Linked DNA regions of Mus musculus: region 1 is linked to region 2. The links are chromatin contacts, called in public promoter capture Hi-C maps. All regions are on one chromosome and are shown on one strand. The core of a region is the stretch at or near the end of the contact, and the rest is flanking DNA. Distances in the headings are between cores, read along the strand shown. Region 1 holds the start of Sbf1 (SET binding factor 1). Region 2 has its middle 3.2 kb from the start of Gm33049.

Evidence for each region. Promoter capture Hi-C pulls out the DNA fragments that hold promoters and counts their contacts.
Region 1: a contact with region 2 is called in a promoter capture Hi-C map of liver, with 4 times the contacts expected there. The contact joins the promoter of Sbf1 here to the enhancer-like site in region 2. A contact is called at or near these places in 7 of 39 promoter capture datasets (the C10 cell line, the SN4741 cell line, cranial neural crest and 3 more), 2 of 484 Hi-C or Micro-C datasets (both in embryonic stem cells) and 1 of 115 datasets of contacts at active chromatin or transcription factors (pancreatic cancer cells).

What each region holds. Positions count from the first base shown.
Region 1 is chr15:89,312,109-89,317,083 of GRCm38.p6, reverse strand. Sbf1 (SET binding factor 1) reads left to right here and starts at 1,773. Exons shown (of 41, transcript NM_001170561.1): 1 at 1,773-2,022. The coding sequence starts at 1,968.
Region 2 is chr15:88,848,320-88,854,137 of GRCm38.p6, reverse strand. No RefSeq gene overlaps it. Among named protein-coding and RNA genes, the nearest start is that of Gm33049, 3.2 kb to the left of the region's middle. Within about 2 kb of position 3,412, at least 93 of the 459 cell types and tissues checked have an H3K27ac peak or open chromatin away from gene starts, as enhancers often do. A contact at or near this core is called in liver and pancreatic cancer cells, where this site is marked.

The DNA.
Region 1 (4,975 bases), core at 524-3,023, 460 kb before region 2:
ATGGGAGGAATGGGGTACAGGATCCTTATAGTTTCTAGGAGAGGCAACCCCAGGTTCAGACACCAAGTCAAACTTGCCTGCCACCATTTTTTAAAAAAATTTATTTATTTTATGTATATGAGTACACTGTAGCTGTCTTCAGACACACCGGAACAGGGTATTGGATCCCATTACAGAAGGCTGTGAGCCACCATGTGGTTGCTGGGAATTGAATTCAGGACCTCCAGAAGAGCAGTCAGTGCTCTTAACCTCTGAGCCATCTCTCCAGCCCCCTGCCACCATTTCTTACGAGTATAGAGACGAGTTTTAGTTGATTGACAGAAGCAGCCAACTCAATCAAGTTCAAACACAGGTTTTAAGCAGAAAGGAAGATTTTGCAGCTCACCTGGCATTGGCAAAGGAGAGCTAGGTTTGTGTCTCTGTGCACAGAACTTTCCTAGGACAGTCTTTTCCTCTTCCCCTCTTTTATTTATTTTTATTTTATCTTATTTTTTTCAAGACAGGGCTTCCTGGCTGTTCTGGAACTAGCTCCGTAGACCAGGCTGGCTTCAAACTCCATCTGCTTCTGACTCCCAAGCGCTTTAATTAAAGGCGTGCGCTGCCACCACCACCATGACCACCAAGCTCATCCCCCTCTCTTAAAAAAGACATTTTCACTTTATGTGTATGGGTGTTTTCCCTGCATGTATGTCCACGCACCACCACAAACACGTTCCGGAGGCCAGAAGGGGGCGACAGATCCCCCTGGACCCAGAATTGCAGGCGAGGGTGCTGCAAATCCAGCACAGATTCCCATAACCTCTAAACTATCTCTCCAGAAAGGCCCTTATATCTCCTGTTTTTTGGACACATGGTTTCCTGATGAAGCCAAGGAGACTGGACTGGAATTCATGAACGACCTGCTTCAGCTTCTCAAGGGCCGAGACTCTTTATACACGTACACTGACGACTGGACTCGTCTCTCCTGAGATTGCTTTCATTCATTCTCCAGATCTTGCAGGTGGAGGGAACACGATGCTAATAGGTGGCTTGTCTTTCAGTTCTCACAGAAAACTAAACTCATCAACAAGCAAGCCTAGTCCTCCCCCTTTAATCTCCTGGTCAAGGACCTTGCCTCTCCTACAAGTGTCCATTCCTGTATTACTGCAAGAGGCCTGGCCAACCCCCTGACCTCCAGGGCGATCCAACTTCGCAGGAAGGTGACTCAAGCTGGAACTTTTTTTTTTTTTTTTTTAAATGCAGGTGTTGGATATCCCATCCATCCAATGGTGAAATATCTAGCTGCCCCTTTTTGCACTAGGAACTTAAAAAAAAAAAGCCTGTAAAGTCTTTCCCTTGGCCACCATAAGATTGGCAGGGTGAGTGGCGAAGCCATGACACTCCTCCATCCCCCAGCTCGGTCCTCTAGTTTGGGAGACTGGCTGGACAAGGCCTGAGCTCCACTGGTTTGCTTCAGGCAGACTGAGCTGGACCACGCCCCTGACCCTCGGAGTTAGGCTCTCCCAAGGGTGAGGTCCAGGTCTCCCTTCATTCCGGGGCTTCAGTTCCGACGGGGAAGTATGCCCTAATCCTGACCGGTGGTGCTTCAGGTCGAAATGTCGGCCGCGGGACCAGGGTAGCTGACCCGCCCCGGCCGCCGTAAGCTTCACCCGCCCAAAGGGTTGAGCCGGTCCTTGAGCATGAGGTAGTAGGCGGGGCAGCGCCCTCTGGACCCGCCCCATGCGGAGTGGCCCAATGGAAGCGCACTGTGCCAGGTCCCGCCTACACGGGAGGGGCAGAACTGCGCAGGCTCCTGAAGCGCCCGGGCGGGCCGGCTGGCTGGGAAGATGGCGGCGGAAGCCCTGGTCAGCGGCGCCGCAGAGGAGCGGGCCCGGGGTGTCCCAAGTGTGCAGCTTAGGGCCAGCGCCGGGCCATGAGCGCGCCGCCATCGAACCCTCGAGCCGTGGAGCCCGCCTGCGCCCCTTGCCATGGCGCGGCTCGCGGACTACTTCGTGCTGGTGGCGTTCGGGCCGCACCCGCGCGGTGAGTCTCAGCGCCGAGGGGGACGAGCTGGGGGGGACTGAGGGACTGGGACTGAGGACTCGAAGCTAAGAAGACCCGGCCGGAGGCAGGGTCAGGAGTTGGGGCCGAGCTCTCGGGGCTCTCGAAAAGAGGCCTCCGTAGTTATTGGCCACGGTGGCGTCGGGGCAACCCGCGAGGACCCCGGACGACATGGCCTGTGTAAGAAACATCCCTCCTACACCTGGGCACCTGCGTCGCTGTTCCGAGGTGGGCAGGGGCGTGTCGCTCGGGCGTGGGAGGCTGGAGGACCCTGCTGCAGTTCGGTCTCCCCGATTCCAAGTTGGGTGGGATGGGCTCACCCCGCCTTGGCCGCCTGCCGGTGGCTGGGTCTGGGAATTTCAGAGAGGGGGGCGGAACGTTTTCGTCTTCCAGCTTCTCTGACCCAGTGCTAGGTCTGAAGCCTCAAGCACCGCTTGATGGGGTGCAGTGGAGGGGGAGGGGTTCGTCGGTGGTATGGAGCCGGACTTCAGACGAAAGTGTCACACTTGGAGGAGAGCATTCCTGGTGTTCAAGCCTCTAAGCCAGGCCCCTCAGCGGGGGATCAGTGTGGTGATCTAGGAGGCCCTGATCTGGAGTCAGCACCTGTGTCTGAGAGCCCTTCAGTCCTGGGGGTAGGAGAAAACGGAGCCTGACAGTGACATCAACCACAGCCATGGAGACAACAGTGTTGGGGGGTGTTGGCTGGAGTCCTCAGTGTGCCAGGCCCTGCACAACCCTTTGTGTGTATGATCTCATTTCTCCCAATAGCCCACTGAGATTGCCTTGCTGTTGCCCTATCTTCAGCATAGAATCTGGCATAGAGAAGTTGAGTGTGTGGGTCTGGAATGGAGGCTGGGACTTGTACTCTGGCTGTCAGAGTCCACCTGCAGAGGGGCGGTATCTTAGGGACAACTGTGGCCAGATGAGGTAGCCCCTTAATCCCTAGATGTAATGCTTCCTACCGTGTTCCAGTTATCTATTCCACACAGTTATTCTGCTGCTTCTCAGACCAGCTGTCACTGTCACCATTCAGGACCCAAACTTTCTTCTTTGCCTTTCTTCTTGCTAAGTCTCCACTAGGACTGTTCCTTTGTTTAATGTCCACATGATGGACCCTGTATGCACTGGAAAACACCACCACCACCACCACCACCACCACCACCACCTCTGTCTTCAGATCTGTTCAGTACCCTCGCTTCTTTCTGCTCTCATGTATTCAAGTCTATATCTTTTGGCACTCAGTCCCGAGCATCTGTCTTTCCCTCCAAAGAGGGAGTTCTCAAAGGCAGAGACCACATTGTGTTCATCCCCCTGTCCTCCTTGAGCAGGAGGCTTGCCACCAGTGTTGTACTGGCACACACAGGGAGAACCTGTGCTCCAAGGCATAAGTGAAGGCCAGTGAGGTGCCTCCTCTGGAACGGAGGAGGAGTACTGCTGGAGAGTGAGGAAACCAAGCTGGCTGAGGGCTGGCTGGGGTCTCGGGCTGGGCGCTGGGCCAGGGCTGGAGGAATGGAATGGACTTGGATGGTGGTGAGAAGGTTATGAAGAAGGTCCTGTGAAACAGAATGTAGGTAAAGGCCAGGTTGGGGAGGTCTGCTGGGAGTGGAGTAAAATTGAGGGTGATGTGTGGGTAGCTCCATGGGAAGTTGCTGTGGCACGTGGGGGCTTACTGATACAGCTGTACAAGAGGTGTGGACCTCTGACCTCTGTACAGGACGGGATAGAAGGCTGAGGCCAGAGGTGGCTACTTTTCCTGAATCACCGGTGTGATGGAGTAATTCTCAGATTACCCATCACTGTGGCGACTGCAGGCCAGTGAGCTCTCTAAGCACTGCCTTCTAGGGTCAGAGTTGACTGGTTGTTGGCTGACCACTCGGCTTCAAGGCATTCCTTTGAGGAACCAGCCTGGAATCGGGTTTCTGGGTGTGGGCTGAAGGCAGATCTATAAGGCAAGGGATGTGAGTACCAAGAACAAAAGACCCCAAACTGAGGAGCACACTGAAGATTAGTTGTCCTTCCTTTGTCACTCTTCACCGTTGGCTTGCGCCAGTTACCGTGCACTCTCGCCTCAGTTTCCCCGTCTTTATATGGAATGGGCCACATGGAGCTGCTCTGAGGCTGTCAGGAACACTTATGCGTAAAGATATAGCACAGGACTGGCCCAAGGAGATAATTTACATCTCAGATCTGAGTAGCCGATGTAAGAACGCTAGGTAGGTGTTTCTGAAGAAGGTGAAGGGCCCTCTGTGTGCTGACTGACCTAGGATGCAGGGTCCTTTAGATTAAGGGAATACGCGTGAGAGGATATCTCAGTTTTGTTCTGAATCAGAACTTTTTCTCTGCAGCTGCTAGGAGTCAAACCTTGGTAATGAATGCCTTTTTAGAGAGGTAGCATTCTGGTTGCTAATGGTTACAGTTGGTGACTTGTGGGCAAGGCTACAGACAATAAATGCCTGAGCTGTGTGTAACCCTTTCCCTTAAGACTCTATAAAGTAGAGGGTGTAGATGGCACAGCATAGACCCCGCACCTGGTGAGTAGGGCTGTGTGCTTTGTCCTGTCACTGAACTGGACACCTTTTTTAGAATGAGGAACCAGACAGCATAGTTTGAGACCCCTGCCCAGATCCCAGACATGGTCACTTAATTGCTTGTAGCTTGGGGAGTCCTCAAATGGGAACACCAATTATCAGACCCTTTACATGACTTAAACCTGACAGGTACCCTTCTACTACTTCCTGTGAGGAAAAGCTACATCTCCATCAACCAAGAAAACTATTTGTATTTCATGACCTGGCCTCTTTCAGCCTTGATGGTAATGAGGTGGCCACATTCTTGGGCCCATCTACTGTCCCCACCCATGGGCCTGCCCTCTCTCTGGATCAGGTTGGGGCTGTTTGGGGTGGCTGCAGTTCCCTCCCAGCTCCCCCCACACCCT
Region 2 (5,818 bases), core at 2,163-4,662:
GGATGAAAGTTGATGGGGTGGGGGCTGAAGCTGGGGCGGGGTGGGGTGGAGGGACAGATCAGATAACCCACTAAGCCTTTCAGCCAGCACCAAGCTAAAGTGCTGATGTCACCCAAAAGTCTGTGGTCCTTTTGATTGTTTTGTTTTGTTTTCGAGACAGGGCTTCTCTGTATAGCCCTGGCTGTCCTGGAACTCACTTTGTAGACCAGGCTGGCCTCGAACTCAGAAATCCGCCTGCCTCTGCCTCCGGTCTAGTCCTTTTGAAAGATTCGGGGACAAGGTTATGGCTCTGAGTTTCCCCCAGCCAGGTTCAGGCTTGCGTTGTGCAAGGAAGAAGGAGACGAGAAGAGCTCAGGGTTCCTGAGGATCTAGTGGGGCTAGGGGCATGAAATCTCTCGCCCATTGCCCTAGAAGTCCAGCCAGCCACTGTTGCTAATTCCAGGTCCCTATCTGAGCACAGGTATACATCTACTAAGTAATGGTAGATCAGTGGTCTAATTGGAGGTAGGAGATGCCCAGAGAGGAGACTAGCTTTCTGGTCCCTTGGGGAAAGAACTAACAACCTAAGCAGGTAGGATAAGTCCAGAATCTATTCCAAGGAGAATATGTGCAAAGGAGATCACTACTGGTCCCTGACCCGCTCCTCTGTCTTTGCTTTCTTCAGGTCCTGGTCCCAGCCACACCCTTGCCTGGGTGTTCTCAGAGTGGCTTTAGCTTTCCTTGGCGGCTGTGGGAGGGGAGCTGCTGACTCGTAGTTTCTGGGACGCAGTTTTAGGGTTTCGACCCGGCCCTGGTATCCCGCCCAAGTGAACAAGTTGGCTGATCTGGGACCCTAGATGGAGGCTGTCCCATGGGCAGCAGCCAAAAGATCATCCGCTTGGTTCCCATCCAGCCTGATTGTAAGCTCTAGTACTCAGCCAGCCCTCACCTGATTTACCCGCACCTCTAACCCCAAGGCCCACTACTGCCCTGCAACCAAGGGTCCTTCTTAGCCTTATCTGTCTCTGGAGGTCTCTGGCATGGGAGACTCCTGCTCACTGAATCCCTGTTGCCTGAGGAGGAAAGGCAATGGTTGGGCCTCCAGTTCCCAGCTGTAGAATGGGTTTGCTGGGAGTTCCACCCACCTGGTAGGACTTAAGAGGAAACCTTTAGTGTCCATGAGCGGATCCTGATCTGGTCTGTCATCTCGGCTCTTCCCAGCATACAGAACTACCTTTCACCCCAGGACCTAGCTTGATGCTCCCGCATATCCTGGGACCACAGCCAGGGCTTTGTCTCTTCCAGCAGCCCTAAAGCCCAGCTAGGTAAGCTCCAGCAGCCGAGATACGGAGTGTACTGTATTGGGATGGCCTGGAGGTTATGGGAGTTGGCTCAGGCCTTGGTGGAGTCCTCCAGCTCTTCAATTCCTATTCAAGGGAATAGGCTAGCAGGTGGGAGAGAGGAAGGGTCAGCAGCACTTATACATTCAGGACCCGTAGACAAGTTCTGCTCCACTTTGATATCTTCTTGATTATTGTTTATTGGTAGGGAAACTGAGGCTTGAGAAAGCAAAATGGCTGGCCCCAGGGTGGCCATAGGGGAACTGGGTATATAGTCATACTTGGACTTAGAACTAGGCCCATGGAGGCTGTCCTGGAGGATCAGGTAAGAAAGGGTGCCCAGGAGCTTGGGACAAAGGCTGGTAGGGATGGTTTGATAGAGGTGAAGGGACCTCAGCCAGGTCTTTTCTTCTGAAATCTTGCCTGGCAGAGGTAATTTAGTGACCTGTCCAAGCCAATATGGAACCACTAAGGGGCTCCCAGGCAAGGCCAGAAGGAAGCCAACCTGGCCAGTGGGGTCAAAGGGATGGATGAGGAGCAGGGCAGCTGTCAGACCAGCCCTGCCGCAGCTAGCTCAAGGGCTTAGCGTGTCAACTTAGCTCAGGAACTGAGGTTAGGATGAGCACAGGCTGCGATGGGGCTGGAGACCGAAGTCTTTCAACACCCAGGCACCCGATCCAGGTTTGGCCTCCCTGCGAGGTTTGGCTTTTCCCAGCTTTGCCATGTCCTTTGTGCTTCTGACCTATGAAGATGGGTGGAGCGTGCCTTTGGGTGCTGTCCAGCCCACCTATTCCTCTCTCTATCTTAGCCTCCAAGGCTCAACTGTACCTGTTCTGCCACTCCCAGCTGAGCCAACACCCCCAGCAGGTGGCCACCTGATGTAGGTAATGCCCATGACGCACAAGCCTCGGCTTCTATCCTGTCTGCCTCCTGGCTGGGCCCCAGTGCACACATCCACGTGAGCAAGCAAGAAAGCAAAGGCGCAAACACACACACACACACACACACACACACACACACACACACACACACACACACACACAGCTGCACCAGTCAGACCGGTTCTGCACCATCAACCCTCAACCTCTGTAAAGTTCACACTGGTATAGTACCCACACCGCAAGCACACTGACTCCCTATACCCACAAGGTCCCAGCCCCCAGCACATGCCCTACGTGATACCCAGCCTCAGGTTAGTTTTCTGACTGGTGAGCCAGGTAGTGCTGCTTAACCCAAGGATTTTGTGAGGCTTGGCATGAGGAGACACTCTGCAGCTGAATAGAGCATATCTCCAGCATGGAGGAGGAGTATGGAGACAGCATCCCCCCAGCCCCCAATCCCTCCACACATGTGGCTAAGCTGGCTGCCACTCACCAACTGTTTCCCAACCTACCTCACAAGGGTCTCTTGGAGACACGGGGGATGGTAGCTGGGCTCTGCCTCACTGAGTACAGCCCACCGGGTTTAGGAAGAGGCTGTCACAGCCCTTGTGTGTGGAGCAGGCTGGCAGGGCAGCAACCTCAGGCGACCCCCCCACAGCTGGCAGTTGGTAGTTCATTCCTTAGCTGTGGGTTAGCTGCCTGGCTACTCAGTTACCAACCTTGATGTTCCCCAGGCCAGATTCACAGCAGCCCAGCTTTTCCATTCCTTAGGGCTGATAGAATCACATTCCCATCTCTGGGATCACCAAGTCACCCTGAGGGAGGCTCTGGGGATACAGAGGAGATGGGTTTGTGCTTGTGGATGGGACCTGTGTGAGCCTGGAGCGAGTGAGCCAGCATCAGGATGTGTATCATGTGTGTGTCATGACCTGTGTGAACTTGGGGCCACCAGGTGGGGATGTTGATGGAAGGGCAGTGGGCAGCGTGGGAGGGGGTGGTGAAGAGAGGAACATGGGGTGTGGGTATAGGTAGGAGGTCTCAGGGCATTAAGTGCGGACAGAGGCTTAGTGCTGGCAAGGTGATTCAAATGCGTGCTGAGAAGAGAGAGGGCTGTGGACAGTGCTGAGGGGTCACAGGGCAGAGATGGAGGTGGAGCACCATGGAGGGGCCAGTGGGGCCAGACTAGCCAGGATGGTTGGGGACACAATGGGCCCTTGTCCCATGCCGGGCTCCAGGCGCCCTGAGCAAACACACACCCTGTTCCCTCTGCACACTGTGTCCCCAACTGGCCGTGGCTCAGGGCCAGCAGGGAAAGTAGCCTGGTCAGGACACGTGCCGAGCTTGTCCCTGTGGCTTCCACAGAGCCCTCTACATAGCACGCAGGAGGAGTCCCTTGTGTTGGGTACTCCCCACAGCCTCTCTGCTGCCTCGGGCATTTCCGGAGCCCTATGGAAGTGGGGTCTTGCACTTCCACTTTATCCTGGTTGTCCCTTCTGGCCCTGGGGACCCAGCTGCAGCCATGTGCTGTCTCTGGATGCTATGCTTGTGACAGAAGCCAAACTTGTCAGGGCTGGCTCCAATCCCTGCTGAGGCCCCTCCTGGGTACTGGCTCTCTTTGGACAGTGACTAGCTTCAGCAATAGCTCTGCCAGACATCCTGCCCACACCCAACTCTCCCATGGCCTGGCCCAGATCTGCTCTAAGACGGGGTGGCTGGGTCCCCAACATGCACTCTAAAGGTCCCTGGCCAAGAGTGGGAGTTAGGAAGGACAAGATGGAACGGTCCCACAGAGGCCCGAGGAGTGGTCCCTTTTTGAGTTTCTAAATGAGGCAGGGAGTGGTACAGCGCTAATGTGACAAATGGCTGCTTCCAGGATCTGGAGCTAGGAAAGACGCTCCAGAGTCACTTATATTTCTTGTCACTCCTCTAGCAGCTGTAGAAGCAACCTCCACAATGCTTGACATCTGAGACACCTGGCTACTTGCTGACATAGTACCTTCAGTGGGACCAGAGACAATGGGAGAGACAAACTCTAAAAGGAACTATGGGACAAGGGCACATGCTGGAGGGTCTCCTGTGACAGTACAGGCTGAGACTTCTACCAAGGAACTCCAAGTACCCCCAAGCACAGGATGCTAACAGCTAGAGTCTGGACAGGGATGCTTCATGAGACAAGGTCTGTGTGGCCATATGTACTGGACAACTCCGCCATTCCGGGTCCTAGAGCTGCTGTAGATGGCCTGGTGGGGGCTGATGCTACAGCTGCTTGCTCTGTAAGCCTGATGACCTGGGTGTGGTACCTGAAGCCCACAATGGAAGGAGAGAACCCTCTTCCAAAAGTTGTTCGTTAAGTTCCATACATATGTCGTGGTGTGTGTGAGCTCTTAGTCAAATACATATCACACACACACACACACACACACACATACATACACACACTAAATTAATTAAAAAGAACAACAAGGGCTGGTGAGGTGGCTCAGCAGGTAAGAGACCCGACCGCTCTTCCAAAGGTCCTGAGTTCAAGTCCCAGCAACCACATGGTGGCTCACAACCATCCGTAACGAGATCTGACTCCCTCTTCTGATGTGTCTGAAGACAGCTACAGTGTACTTACATATAATAAATAAATAAATCTTTGAAAAAACAACAACAACAACAACAACAACAACAACAACAACATCTGGTGAAATGATCTGGGCAGCTTCCCAAAGAGCCAGGTGCCTGGCCACTGGGGAGTCACTAAGGGCTCCCCCACCCCCCAGGATAGGTTTCTGGAAGGACAGACAGTTTAAAGCTTCTCCTTGGGACAGGATCAACTACTTGCCCTTCCCCACATCAGGTGCCTAGGTTCTTCTGGAGGCAGGACAGTATGCACTTGGTATTCGGCTGGGTCCACAAGATGACAAGAGTGGGCCTGCCCCCAGCCAGTGTCCCCATGCCCATCTACCCTGGTCCTATATGATTCTTGGTTCAGAGTATTGGCATAGGGTCCAGAACTGGCTGGGTACAGGCTCCCCAGCCAACTTGGCCACCAAAACAATGTGCCCCACTCTTGAAGGATGGGAGGCCTAAAGCCCTGCTCCTTCCCTCTTGGTGTTAGGATGTCATGTGGTCATGCTGAGGACTGGGTTGGGCAGTAACCAGGATAGACACTGAGGCTGCTACAGCCTCACATCCTGGTGGGCAGGACCAAGCCCAGGCCAGGCACAAGACAAACTGGGGACCCTCTGGTAAAGGGATGTCCCTCAGCTGTTATTTACTGCAGGAGAGGGACTCTTGATGTAACAGGCCTATATCTCACCTGGGCTAGACAACAGTGACCCTGGGCAGGGGTTGGGGGTTGGGGGTTGGAGGTTGGCAGGGCCATAGGAAAAGGATCCAAGATCTTAGGAAGTCCTTGTGCATATTTATATGGAGGTGTGATGTATCCCACAGGCTCACAACACTCACCTGCATCTAGTCAAGGCTCAATTTAGAGCCACACTGAGCCTGGCCATTCATATCAAGTACCTCTGCCTGCCAGAGACCTGTACCCACATACTGCCAGTCCCCAAACCTTCAGCCCTGTCATTCTGCTTCAGCCAAAGGTCAGCCATGTACCACAGTCAGGGTCTA